Regions from separate parts of the Mus musculus genome. Here all the other regions are linked to region 1. A link is a contact called in public HiChIP or PLAC-seq data. All regions are on one chromosome and are shown on one strand. Each heading gives the region's core, a stretch centred on a gene start, on an enhancer-like site or on the middle of the called end of the contact. The rest is flanking DNA. Distances are from core to core; before and after follow the strand shown.

Region 1 (4,146 bases), core at 567-3,066:
TTGAGACAGGATCTCTTCCTTTTCCTCTTTTCAACAGCAGAAGGCTGTCTGCTCAACCCATCATGACTTATGTCCCATTCCCTGCCCGCTCACTTCCAGCTGGACCATGCTCACTATAAAGACCTGGCTACATCACCAATCTTTTCACCATCCTATGTTCTCCAGTGATTCCTCTTCCTTTTTTTCTCCCCTTTTATTATAGAATAGAGTTTATTCAGGGCATGGGGAGGGGAATTGATAGGATAGGATAGGGTAGTAGAGATAGAGAAAGGCAGGGGGGGATGGGAGGAGGGGAGAGGCCAGCCATGAGTACATGGAGAGAGGGGGGAGGGGAATGGGGTGAGAGGGGGACCAGAGAGGACAGAGTGGGAGCAAGAAGGCAAGAGAGCAAGAGAAGCAATGATGCTTCCTGTCAACGAATTGTGTGGGGCCTTTCTAGGCAGCTGCCATGTTGAGACACCATGCCCCAACCCCTCACTGGAGGACATTAATCACGTGTTCTTTGTCTAAACGAAATCTGAACATTTGAAGGAATGTTTCAATTGGGGGACAGGTTCTTGCTAAGTTCCCCATAGTGGCCTTGAACTAGCCCTGCTGCCAGGGCAAGCCCTGAATGTGCCTTCCCTCCTCCTCAGACTCTGAAGTAACTGGGATTTCAGGCCTGAGTCAGTCACTTGACTCAGTCACTCACTTAAAGCTACCTACCATAAACAGCTCCTCTAATGACCTGCAGGGCTACACCTGCTGCTTGTGGGGGTTAGGCACGAATTTCTAAACTAACACAGAACCCATTAATTTTATACAACAACTTACTACATTTCTTCCCCAAAACATAAACAAATAAATGTGTATTTCGATAACAATACAACTTACTGCTATTGGAATTTTAATACTTTATTTTTTAAGGCTTATTTTTATTTATGTATATGTGCATGTGTATGGGCATGGGCATGGGCATGTGTATGGGCATGTATGTGTGGGTGCCCACAGAGGCCAGAGGAGGGTATCAGATCCCTTGGAGTTGGAGCTCCTGGTGGTTTGGAGCTGCCTGACATAGGTGCTGGGAACTGAACTCAGGTCTGCTGCAAGAGCCACACGTGTTCTGAAGAGCAGAGCCATTTCTCCAGCTCTGCAGCTTCAGGTTTTTGAAGAAGGGTCTCTTTAAATCATACACTTCCTTCAGCTCTGAACACACTGCCACACATAGCCTGAATGCCTGATTTCTTTAACTACATAATAATCAATTTACAAAAATTCTAAGCAAGCTTCTTTATAAGAGCAATTCTAAGAGGGAAAAAAAAATCACCATAATGAGAAAAACACTCAATAAACAATTACACATTAAGCCAGAAAAATTATGCCTCTTTGGAGTCGTTTCTGTAATTGGACAGTATACTGCAATAAAATAATAGCATATAATACAAGCCAATGGGAAATAATTAGATGTCATTTTGATGTTTAAAGATCCATTTTCCATATATAATAAAACTAATGTTCTGGTTTGAATCATAAAGGATTCTAATAGCTTGGTTATTTTTGTATTACAAGAAAAAAAGTAGGGCAATCAAAAGCATAGAGCTTTTTAATAACCAGGGATGGGTGGGGCCCTGCTGGCGTCTGTCTATGGTGTGCACACATGTGGACTCCACCGTAGCCTACAGACTTCATGAACACAAACACACAGGAAGGAAAGTAAATAAGAAAACATAAACAGGGCCACACCAGGGAATGGGAATGTAGAAGTGTTCACAGGGCTTCTATGTCTGTGTGCTTTATTTTATTCTTATCCATTTATTATGTACACATATGAATGGTGCAGTACATGTATGTGGATGTGTGGGTATGGGAACATGTGCATGTGTGTGGACAACTGGAGAGTCCTGGGTAGTTCTTTTTAAAATATTATTTATAGCCAGACATGGTGGCTCCTGCCTTTGTTCACAACACAGGTGGATCTCTGTGAGTTCGAAGACAGCCTGATCTACATAAAGATTATAGGCTAGCCTGGATATACAGTGTGGCCCTGTCTCAAATATGTTTTTTTAAATTTATTTTTACTTGTGTATATGGATGGTGATGGGGATATGCACATGTGTTAGGTTCCTAGTCCCCTGGAGCTGGAGTTACAGGCAGTTTTGAGCGAGCCACTGGATCAAGGTGGCTCTGTGGGTAAAGAGAGGCACTGTGGCTAAACCTGGAGACCTGGGGTTTTTCCTCCAAGCCCAGTGGTAAAAGGAAACGACAGCCTTCTCTGAATGTCCTAACAGACATACAAATAAGCTTGTCCACGTTCTATCCCAAAGTAAATGAATGATATGGTCATGGTTGTCTGTGACTACCCCAGTGCAGGGAACACTGAGACAGGCTGGGGTCTCTAGCACCCAGTAAGGAAAGGCAGGCATATCTCTGCGAGGTTTTTTACGCTAGCCAGGGCTACAAAATGAGACCCTATCTTAAAAATAAAGATAATGTGGACAATAATCAAGAAAGACACCAGATATTAATGTGTGTTTATAAAACACGCATTGAGTGTGCCTGCACACGCGCAGAAAGCATGCAAAAAGAAGGCTTGAGATGCAGGTCAGAAGTGAAGTGTTTGGACAGAATTGCTCAGCGAGAGGAGTGTGTCTTAGTGAGAGCACATGTTGAACATACACAAGCCCTTAGTTCAACCCCCAGAACTGCAAAAGTATATAAATAAATAACCAGTGTGGTGATTTGAATAGCAATGGCTCCCCATAGACTCGTGTATTTAAATGCTTAGTCCACAGAGAGGGGTATTATTAGTGGCTGTGACCTTATTGAAGTAGGTGTGGCCTTGTTGGAGGAAGTGTGTCACTGTAGGGATGGGCTTTGAGGTTTCCTATGCTCAAGCCATGCTCAGTGTGGCACACAGTCTCCTGCTGCCTTTGAATGGAGGTGCAGGACTCTCAGCTCCTCTCCAGCACCATATCCACCTGCAGTCTGCAATGTTTCTCCACCATGACGATAATGGACTAAACCCCTGAAACTATAAGCCGGCTCCAATTAAATGTCTTTTTGTTTTCGTTTTTTATATAAGAGTTGCTGTGGTCATGGCATCTCTTCACAGCAATGAAACCCTAACTAAGACAACCAGAAAATGGTAAGGGACAAGAGATTACATACAGAGGCCTCAACAAGGACAAAACCAGTGTACTTCACTTTCATGAGAAGAAAACAGAGTTTGGTCCAAACAATAAAAATTTCTAGCATAGGAGCCAGTGGTATGCATGGCTCATGGGTAAAGGCGTTTGCTGCTAAGCCTGATGACTTGAATTTGATCCCTAAGGATCCACATGATGTGAGGACAGAACCAATGTTAGCAAGCTGACCTTTGACCTCCACATATGTACGCAATACCCCCATAATAAATAAATTAATTTAATTAAAAAAATCTCTAGCATAGCAAGAGACTTGGAACACATCCCAGAAAGCACACTACATGATTGTATATGTGTCTGTTAGCAAGTATGCCACATGTGTTTGGATATCTGCGGAGGCTTATCTCCTGGAGTTGGAATTACTGGTAGTGTGACTCACTCAACACGGATAATGGGAACTGAACTTGGGTCTGATAAGCCATTTCCTCAGTCCCTGGGGCTCCCTGTCTGCCAGCCTCCCCTAATCAGCGAGTTCCAAGCTAGTAAGAGACACTGTCTCAAAGAGTGGATCCTTTCTGAGCAACATCACCATGGCTTCCGTCTAACCTCTACTGGAATGAACACATGTGTACATGTTCATCTACACCTATGTATACTGAGCACACACACACCCTTCCTTAGTGCTTTAACAAACAATACATACATGTCTACTAAATTACCTTCCCCTTTAAAAGACAGGTTGACAGGTAACCTAGGCCAGTTTCCAACTTCCTAGGTAATTTAGAATGGTCTTGAACTTCTGATCGTCCTGCCTCTGATTCCTGGGAGCTGGGATTACAGGTTTGCACCACCTTGCCTGGTTCATGCAGTGTTGGGATGAAACCCAGTGTTCCATGCATGCTAGCAAGCTCTCTACCAGCGAAGCTACATGCTTAATCTGTCAGTGATAAAATGTCTTGTCCCCAACAGCAAGCCCTCCACATACCCGTGGCTCGCACTGCATCTATCTCTACACACAGAATGA
Region 2 (4,282 bases), core at 1,774-4,273, 310 kb after region 1:
CTAACTGTTCCACTTGACTTTTTGTAAACGTGAGCAGAATCAACTGGGAGGAGGCTTGTATTTGGCTCATCCCTCCATGCCAAGTCCACAACTGAGGGAGGTCAAGCAGGGACTCAAATAAGCAAGAATTGGATGCAGAAGCCATGGAGGAATGCTGCTCACTGGCTCACGCCCTGGCTCACACACAGCTAATGTTCTTGTATAGACAAGACCCATCAGTCTAAGGAGGTGGCCACCACCGTGGGATGAACACTCCCATATCAATCACCAATAAAAACAATCTCTGGAAGGCATGGCCACAGGTCGATTTGATCTGGGTAACTCCTCAGTTGAAGTTGCCTCTTCCCAGGGGACTCTACATTATGTTAGATTGACAATAAAATACAACCATTCCACTATGTAAAGCTGGCTGTGCTGTTGTGTATTTGTAATCTTATGGCTACTATGATTAGATAGGGATAGGATGCAGAGACAGAATCCCCTGAAGCTCCTGAGCCAACATTCTGGTGTATACAAAGGCACAAAAAGACCCTGCATCAAAGCTTAGTTGTCCTCAGACATCTTCTGCTATATTCAGCTGTAGATGCAAATGAACACACAACCTTCTCTCTCTCTCTCTCTCTGTCTCCCTGTCTCTCTCTGTCTCTGTCTCTGTCTCTCTCTCTCTCACACCAACAAAAACCAAACATGCTATGATGCCATGAGCTATTTCACTGAAATGGAAACATGACTATGTTCATGGTTAGTTGTGGTTACATCAAAAATCCCAGAAGGGAGTTGAACATTCAAGTTCTTTTATTAAAAAAAAAAATTACATTTTAAAAATCTTTTTGTGTGTGTGCACACTTGCATGTGTGCACATGTGCCGCCCACACTGCTCTTGTGGAGATTGGAGGACAGCTTGTGTGAGTAGGTTTTCTACTAGCACGTGGGTCCTGGGAATCAACTTAGGATTGTCGGGTTTGGTAGCAAGTAACTTTACCTGCTAAGCCCTCAAGTTCTCTTTTTAGAGCAATGAAATAGAGTGACGGTATCTGCCTCTGAGGGCGAGCTAAGAGGAGCCATGAAAAATGCTATTGTCATCGTCCCTCTGCAATGAAAGGAACAAGAGGCATACAATTAGATACACTGGGTTACTTTAAGATTGGCAAACACACAGAGGAAAAAAGCCTAGAAAGAGATGCACGAAACAGTCACACCATTTACTTCTAAGTGATAAAGGATGTGGACTCTTTTAAGCTATACTTATAAATTCTCTGAAGCTTTTGTGTGTGCGTGTGTGTAGGTCAGTCCTGAATACTGTTGTTCTGCATCCACTGTCTATCTTATCCTATGAGATGGGGTATTTCATTGGCCTGGTGTTCAGGTTGGCTAGACAGTGAGACTCATGGATTGCCTGTCTCCATTGTGTGTCCACGCCACCATGACTGTTTTTCCCTCCATGCTTTCTGGGGATGAAACCCGGGTTCTAATGCCTACATGGTCAACCTTTTACTGACTGAGTCATCTCTCAAGCCCCCTTCTGAAATCTTCTTTAATGATGACTTTTTTTCCAGTGAAAGGAAAAACAGATACACACAGTGACATATAATTGCCACCCTGGGGTCCCACTGGACACTGATCTCCAAAGGGCTCTAAGAATAGCATCGCTGTCTTTGCAGGACATTTCTCCCGTCTGTTTAGGCCACAATGTATTTTACTGTCCGTGCAGACTTAAGTTGTTGTTATTACCATGGTTGGTGTTCTGAGACAGAGTTCCATACAGGTTGGCCTTGAACTGGCCATACAGCTGAGGATGATCTTTCACTCCTGATCCTTCTGCCTCAACCTCCCAAGTGCTGGGATTACAGACTTCCACCATCATTCCTGGGGGTTGAATCCAGGGCCTACAATACCAGGCAAGTATACCATACTACCAACTATGCCATATCCCCAGCCTGGATCTAAGTTCTAACACTTAACACAGAGCTTGGGAAAGTTACATAATCTTACCAAGTCTCAGTGTCTCTCATCTAACGAGTGGGGATGAGGACATGTAGCCTCTATATGTGTGTGCATTTAAATGACAAAATGCATCATTTCATTAAGTCCTTAAACCTGGTATACAGCCACAAGCAAATGTCTAATACCTGTTATCAGTGAGCCCTGTCTCTTTGTTCTATGTGGTATTGTGTAAGTTGCCCATCTGGGTGAGATGTTAGCACTTACAGAACTAAAATACACCCCGAAGTTCTACAGTGCATCCCAGCCCAGGATGGCCCAGTGGTCTCTGCCTCCAGGAAGCATCTTGGAAAGAGAGTGACAGCCCAACAGGCTGAGGGAGAACCCAGACGCTTCTACTAGGAACAGGGCCATATGAGCCTCTGGACTCTGCAGTGTGCACAACATGCCTTTCAAGATGAGAGAGAAGCAGATGGTCTTGATGAGAGGCCCCAGGGTTCTGATCCTGCTATGGGACTAATGGTATAAAAAAAAATAAAAATAAATGAAAAGAAAAGAAAAGAAAAAAAAAAAAAAAAGGAAACCTCTAGGCTGCCTGTCCACCCTAGGCAGTATGGGCACCTGCTTCCCAGATCTGGGAAAGAAGTACAGAAGGCAGCCGGAGTGCCGGGCTCCCATTTGGAGCAACAGCTATTTCCAAATCTTCTAAACCACACTCCACCATGTTTTGGAAGAGAAGCATGCAAATAACAGTTTGCAAGCTGCCAAGAGTGTGGGTTTCACAGCGCACATTGCAGAGCTGACGCCTGTCACGGCAAGACAACGAGAGAGCACTCCATCTCTCTTTCTCTCTCTCTCTTCCCCTTCTAGATCTTAAAGGGTTACGCCTGGAAATTGCCTAGCTGGGCTTCTGGGACAGCATGAAGGATGACTGCCATTGCCACGGTCAGCTATGACAGCACCAATTTGACGTGCCGCCATCAAGGGCCTTCTAAGAGCTGAGCGCCCTGATGGTTTTGTGATGCGAATCGTCACATTGCAAAATGGTTTTCCTCTCCCGCTGCCTCTGCCTCCATCTGCTGCTGGGCTAAAGGCACAGCCGGCTGCCTGCCTGTCACAGCATGTATTAAAATTAGCTGGGGAGGAGGCACTCAGTTGTGCTAATTACATTTTAATCATTGGAAATGTGTTGGCAAATCAAGCCTTGATTGCCATCTCGGAGTCTGTCTCCTCCAGCAGAGTGGAGGGGCCGTCTGCATTTGGCGGGGCCTGCTGGGCTTCTCCTTTCACAGAAGATAGACTGGGGGCCCTGCTGGCCCACCACTGAGACTGCTTTTGGCACATTATTAAAAAGCCACAAGGCTTGTTTCAAATCATCCCTGTGTGAGACCCGCTCATTCTCACTTCCCCATCATCCGGCAACTTGGTACTTTTAACTCTCTCGCTTTAGTGGGCTGATGGATCTTGAAGGCTCAAAGAGACCATGTGTGTCAGAGATGGGGATACAGGGTGGTGAGAGGCTGCCATCATGTTCTCCCAGTAACTGGGGACCAGGAAGGGGTCCGATGACAGGAAACCTGTCCTCAGGGAGTGGGAGGTGACCTTGATAGGCTTCTGCTGCTAAGAGCCGCGAGTCTACGGGTAGAAGAAAGTGACTCAAATAAATGATCAAGACCCATGAAAAAGAGCCAAGGAGCACAGAGGATGTTCTTGGCTGTTCAAAGTAGGCTCAGACACAGTCATTCCGTTAGCCCCTGTTCCCTAGTGTTTCCTGGAGGCATGCTTGCTGTATGAGGGACAAAGACTAACCCAAATGTTGAAGCTAGTGCAATTTCCAAAGTTGGGCACAAAGCCATAGTTATGCCATGAAAACATTAGGTCGAAAGTTTAATTATACATAGCCAGGTTGAAAAATGTCTAGTTATGTAATCATATACAGCTTTTTTTTTTTCTGTTCCTATACCTCGGGTTTCTTCACGTGTTAAAAAACAAACACAGAGTGTGATGTATCACAGGCAAGCTTTCAACTTGCTATATAGCTGAAGATGCTCTTGAACATCTAATTCTCCTGCTTCTAGCTCCAGAGTGCTGGGATTATAGGCCTCGCAGCATCATGCCTGGGTAACACAGTGCTAGGGATCAATCCTATGTTAGGCAAGCAATTTGCCAACTGAGCTACAGCCCCAGCTACTAAGGCTGCTTCTGTGTGTGGCACAGGAGAAAAAAAAACATGGTAAAGAAAGGATAATGCACCCCCTCTCTTCTCCAGTGCAACCCAAACTCAAACCCTACAACAGCATGTAGAAACTGAGTAGTGGCACTGGGGTTGGCAGACGGACTT
Region 3 (4,228 bases), core at 948-3,447, 340 kb after region 1:
TGAAGAGTCGGTTGAATGCAGAGACAGAAGTATATTAAGGATGACATGAGGGAGGCCTGGCGGTAAGTTGTAGTTGTCAAATGGACTGGAGATGCCGGAAAAGTGTTTAAATGAGGGCTTCTCCAGATCAGGCTGGCCTGGGAGGTGTGTTTATAGGGGATGATCTTCAGTATGTAAACTGAAGCAGTCATTACTTCCTAGGTGGAGGGCCCTGAGCTGTATAAGGTGAGCCGAGGAAAAGCAAACAAATAAGTAAGCAAGTGTGTGCAGTCTTTGCATTCTGCTCTTGATTCTGGAAATATGATGACCAGACCCTTCAAGTTCCAGCCACCACAATGGGCTATAACAAATAAACCCTTTCTCACTTAAGTTGCTGTTGCCTAAATTTTGTATCACACACACCTCTCTCCCTCCCACCCCTCACCACATACACACAAAACTAAGTCTGCTGTATGGGAGTGCAGGAACACAGGCTGTGGATAATAAGGAATGTGGACCATGATTGAGAACAAAGACAACCCCTGTAGGGATGTGTACAAAAAGTACCACTGACACTCTATTCCGAAAACTCTGGGAGAGTTTGTCTCCTGGAAACAGGTATGGTGGACAGACTTCTCCATGTTGCTGCCAGCCAGGTGGACCTCCTTCCCACGGGAACACACCCAGCCTTCACATTTTGTTCATGGACCTCAATGCTGGTTACTTTTCTCCTTGTTATGAACATTTATCTGATGAGAAAATGTAAGTGAAAAAGGGTTTATTCCTGACTGGGGTTTGAGATGGTACGGGTAGGAAAGGCACGGTTTTCAGGAGTGTTTGTATCTGGGCAGAGCAGGAAGCAGAGACAGATAAATACTGGTCCTTACGTTATTTTCTCTTTCTTTCCTTTTCGTCTAGTCCAGGATCACAACCTGCCACCAACATGCAAGATAAGTCCTCCTCCCTCTGTGAGGTACCTCTGCAAACAGCCTCAAGAGACAAGCCCAGAGGTGTTACCATCTAGATGACTCTAAATCCAGTTATAAGTTTTACAGCTTGGCATAGTAGTACATACCTTTAGTGCCAGCACTTGGGAAGCAGAGGCAGGCAGATCTCTACAAGTTCGAGGTTAGCCTGGTCTACAGAGCAAGTTCCAAGGCAGCCAGGGGTGCACAGTGATACCTTGTCTCAACACACACACACACACACACACACACACACACACACACAGACACACGATTAATTATAACTAATATTTCAGTATCTTATTGGATTCTACAGGGAAAATGGAGACATTGCTTTTTTAAAAAAAAAAAAAAGGTTCATTTTTATGTGAATGAGTGTTTTCCCTGAATGAATGAATGAATGAATGAATGAATGAATGTGTATGAGGTGCATGCTTGGTGCCTATGAATGTCAGAGGGATGAAGGATCTGCTGGAACTGTAGTTACAAATAGATGGTTGTAAGATGCCACGAGGGTGCCTAGAATGGAACCCAGGTACTCTTCAAGAGCAGTTAGCCCTTTCAGCACCAAGCCATCTCCTTAGTCCCTACCATCTCCACTTGATAACGGCGTTAGGTGTCTGCTTAGAGGCTAGCCTGCCCACCAGTTAATGCCAAACCAAGCTCTCAGTCCTACTGGGCTCCCATGAGAAACTGTGGAGAACTCTGACATCATCCACTTGGCATCCCAGGGGTTTCTCTGTCCATCAATGTCGAGTGCCAATGAATAGAGAGAAGGCCTCAGAACTGAGGGCTGCTTTCCCTGCTGGGTGAGATCTGGGCAACAGCCATGGCCTACCTAGCTGCCTACAGAGGCGCTGGAACTCCATCTCTGTCATCTTTATGCTCATGGCTCCACAAGAGTGGTATTGTTCTGGAGGCCCAGCTTCTGTTAAGATGACTAAAAGAGTGGCCTGACACACAGCATTACTTCCCAGATCCCAATTATGTATCTTTAAAATATCACCTATTAAGACCCAAATACTTTGTTAGTTGGTTGCAGCCCTTTGAGCAGGTTACCATGGATTTACACTGGCATAATGGGCCCTCGTGATGTATGTTCCCTGTCACCATTGAAACAACAGTCAGTGCGTCTGAGCGGGGCCCACCTGCCAAGCAATATGTTCTCAATCCCTCAGGCAGAGCGGTGTGCTGCTCCGCTAAGAAAACGTCCCCCCACTGAGCAAATGGCAGAGCCATGGAACAGGGGCGTCTGTGAGCGCCTGCGTAAAAGCCTTGGCTGGTCCTCCTGGCAGGAGCAGCAGGAAGGGGCAGTGGGGGGTATTGCTGACAAGCTTCACTGCACAGGGACAAGCAACAAGCATGCAGAATCAGGACCTGCCTGCCTTCCTCTGCTTTTCTCCCTTTCCCTCTTCCTTCCATTTCACTCTTACCTCTCCTTCCCTTTTTCTCATCCTCTCTTTTCTTCTACCTTCCTCTCTCCTTCCTTTCCACCTCTCTCTCCTCTCTTTTCCTCTCTTATTCTCCCTTCCTTCCTTCTGTCCTTCCTTCTCTTCCCTCCTCCCATATTTTTTGCTCCACCCCTTCTTCCCCTCCCCCCTCTCTCTTTCTCTTCCTCCCTCTCTTCCTCTCTCTCTGCCCTTTCCTTCTCTCTGCTCTTCCCAACTCCTTCCTTTTGTTCTTCCTAATGGAAGACCACAGGCTATTGTGCACACCCATCATTATCTCAAATGGCTTCAGGGTGGGTGCCTGGGGCCAATTGTTAACAGACCAGTATAATACACTAGTGCTTCTTCTCAGCTGCCCGGGGATTTTGTTAGCATCCAAAGATGCTTGCTGATGCAGATCCTGCTTCCCACAGAACAGTAGGCTGCAAACAGCCAGTCACTCAAGATCTGTGGAGGTCACATTTCATCACACTGCCTCCTCCAAGAACTCCCACTACCCTAAAGCTCGGTGTCATCCCTAGATCGAGAGGCAGGCACCATCCTTACCTAGGAAAAGCAGACTTTTTTATTCTGCACAACACATGGACTAGGGGCTTGGGCGGGGAATGCTGTGGCTAATTAGTGATAGCAGGAGGTCTGTGCTGTGAAGAATGCCTCCAAGGTGCTGAACAATTCTGCTGCTAGTTTCTCCTAAGATAGAAAACAACAGTTAAATGAATAAGCCCTCTGTGGGTTATGTAACAAGCAAGGGGTGCAAGGCTGTTCTAAGTAGTCAAACAAATGCACTACAGCTTCTTTTTAAAGTATGTGTGTGTGTGTGTGTGTGTGTGTGTGTGTGTGTGTGCGCGCGCGCGTGCATACGCTATAGTACACTGGAGCATCAGAGGACAACTTCAGGTGTTAGTCCATCATCTTCTTCCTTTGAGACAGGGTCTCTTGCTTCCCACCTCCATGTGTACCAAGTTAGCTTGTCCCACAAGCTTATGGGAATTTCTTGTCTCAGGCTCCCTTTGTTTGTTTGTTTGTTTTTGTTTGTTTGTTTTGTTTTTAGAGACAGGGTTTCTCTGTGTAGCCCTGGCTGTCCTGGAACTCACTCTGTAGACCAGGCTAGGCTCGAACTCAGAAATCTGCCTGCCTCTGCCTCCCAAGTGCTGGGATTACAGGCATGGGCCACCACTGCCCAGCTTTTTAATTGGTCTGGAGTTGACATGCATTTCTACTGTATCTGGCTTTACATGGGTTCTGGGGATTCAAGCTCAGGACCTCACACTTAAATGCAAGGAGCTTTCAAAGCTACAGTTTTACCTGAGCGTTTGAACCTCCTGTTAAAATGTCCTAACACCCAGAGAGTTCTAAAGGCCATGATGTGTCACAAATAGTCCTTGTCAAGTGTCTGAGAATGGGAGCTTTTCCATGACTGTGCTAATGAGAACTTTTTTGTTTTTTTCTGATTCATTTATTAATCAGGAGGAAGCCAAGGACTAAAGAACTAACCCAAGAGGCACAATGAAGCAAAGAACAAAGGCCAAATCAGAACTAGCTTGCTCCCACTGCAACGCCTAGGTTACTGCTTAGCTGATAAGCATTAAAAGAACTTGAATATACCAAGCCGGAAAAGAAGGCAGAGAATTTGGTCTCATTTCAAGAAAAATAAATGCTTGGGTGTACACAAAGATGACCCAGAGAGATGTTCAGGAGTAGACAGCTCAGGTTGATGTGTTTTCAGGTGTTATTTTGTTTTTGTTTGTGTTTGTGTGTGTGTGTGTTGTGTATGCGCATTTACATATGTGCTCATGCATGTATGAGTGCTGAAGTGTCTACGTGGAGGTCAGAGGA

The links. HiChIP or PLAC-seq counts read pairs in DNA pulled down with a chosen protein or histone mark.
Region 2: a contact with region 1 is called in an H3K4me3 HiChIP or PLAC-seq map of embryonic basal ganglia, with 2.9 times the contacts expected there. The contact joins two enhancer-like sites. A contact is called at or near these places in 1 of 115 datasets of contacts at active chromatin or transcription factors (embryonic basal ganglia) and 2 of 9 other capture datasets (adipose tissue and liver).
Region 3: an H3K4me3 HiChIP or PLAC-seq map of embryonic basal ganglia shows a contact between it and region 1, with 2.5 times the contacts expected there. The contact joins two enhancer-like sites. A contact is called at or near these places in 1 of 115 datasets of contacts at active chromatin or transcription factors (embryonic basal ganglia) and 1 of 9 other capture datasets (embryonic stem cells).

What each region holds. Positions count from the first base shown.
Region 1 is chr5:131,483,150-131,487,295 of GRCm38.p6, forward strand. The region is part of intron 6 of Auts2 (autism susceptibility candidate 2); the gene reads right to left. Among named protein-coding and RNA genes, the nearest start is that of Gm29681, 71 kb to the left of the region's middle. Within about 2 kb of position 1,817, at least 2 of the 459 cell types and tissues checked have an H3K27ac peak or open chromatin away from gene starts, as enhancers often do. A contact at or near this core is called in embryonic basal ganglia, where this site is marked.
Region 2 is chr5:131,791,763-131,796,044 of GRCm38.p6, forward strand. The region is part of intron 4 of Auts2 (autism susceptibility candidate 2); the gene reads right to left. Among named protein-coding and RNA genes, the nearest start is that of 4930563F08Rik, 86 kb to the right of the region's middle. Within about 2 kb of position 3,024, at least 44 of the 459 cell types and tissues checked have an H3K27ac peak or open chromatin away from gene starts, as enhancers often do. A contact at or near this core is called in embryonic basal ganglia, where this site is marked.
Region 3 is chr5:131,822,619-131,826,846 of GRCm38.p6, forward strand. All of the region lies in intron 4 of Auts2 (autism susceptibility candidate 2), which reads right to left. Among named protein-coding and RNA genes, the nearest start is that of 4930563F08Rik, 56 kb to the right of the region's middle. Within about 2 kb of position 2,198, at least 37 of the 459 cell types and tissues checked have an H3K27ac peak or open chromatin away from gene starts, as enhancers often do. A contact at or near this core is called in embryonic basal ganglia, where this site is marked.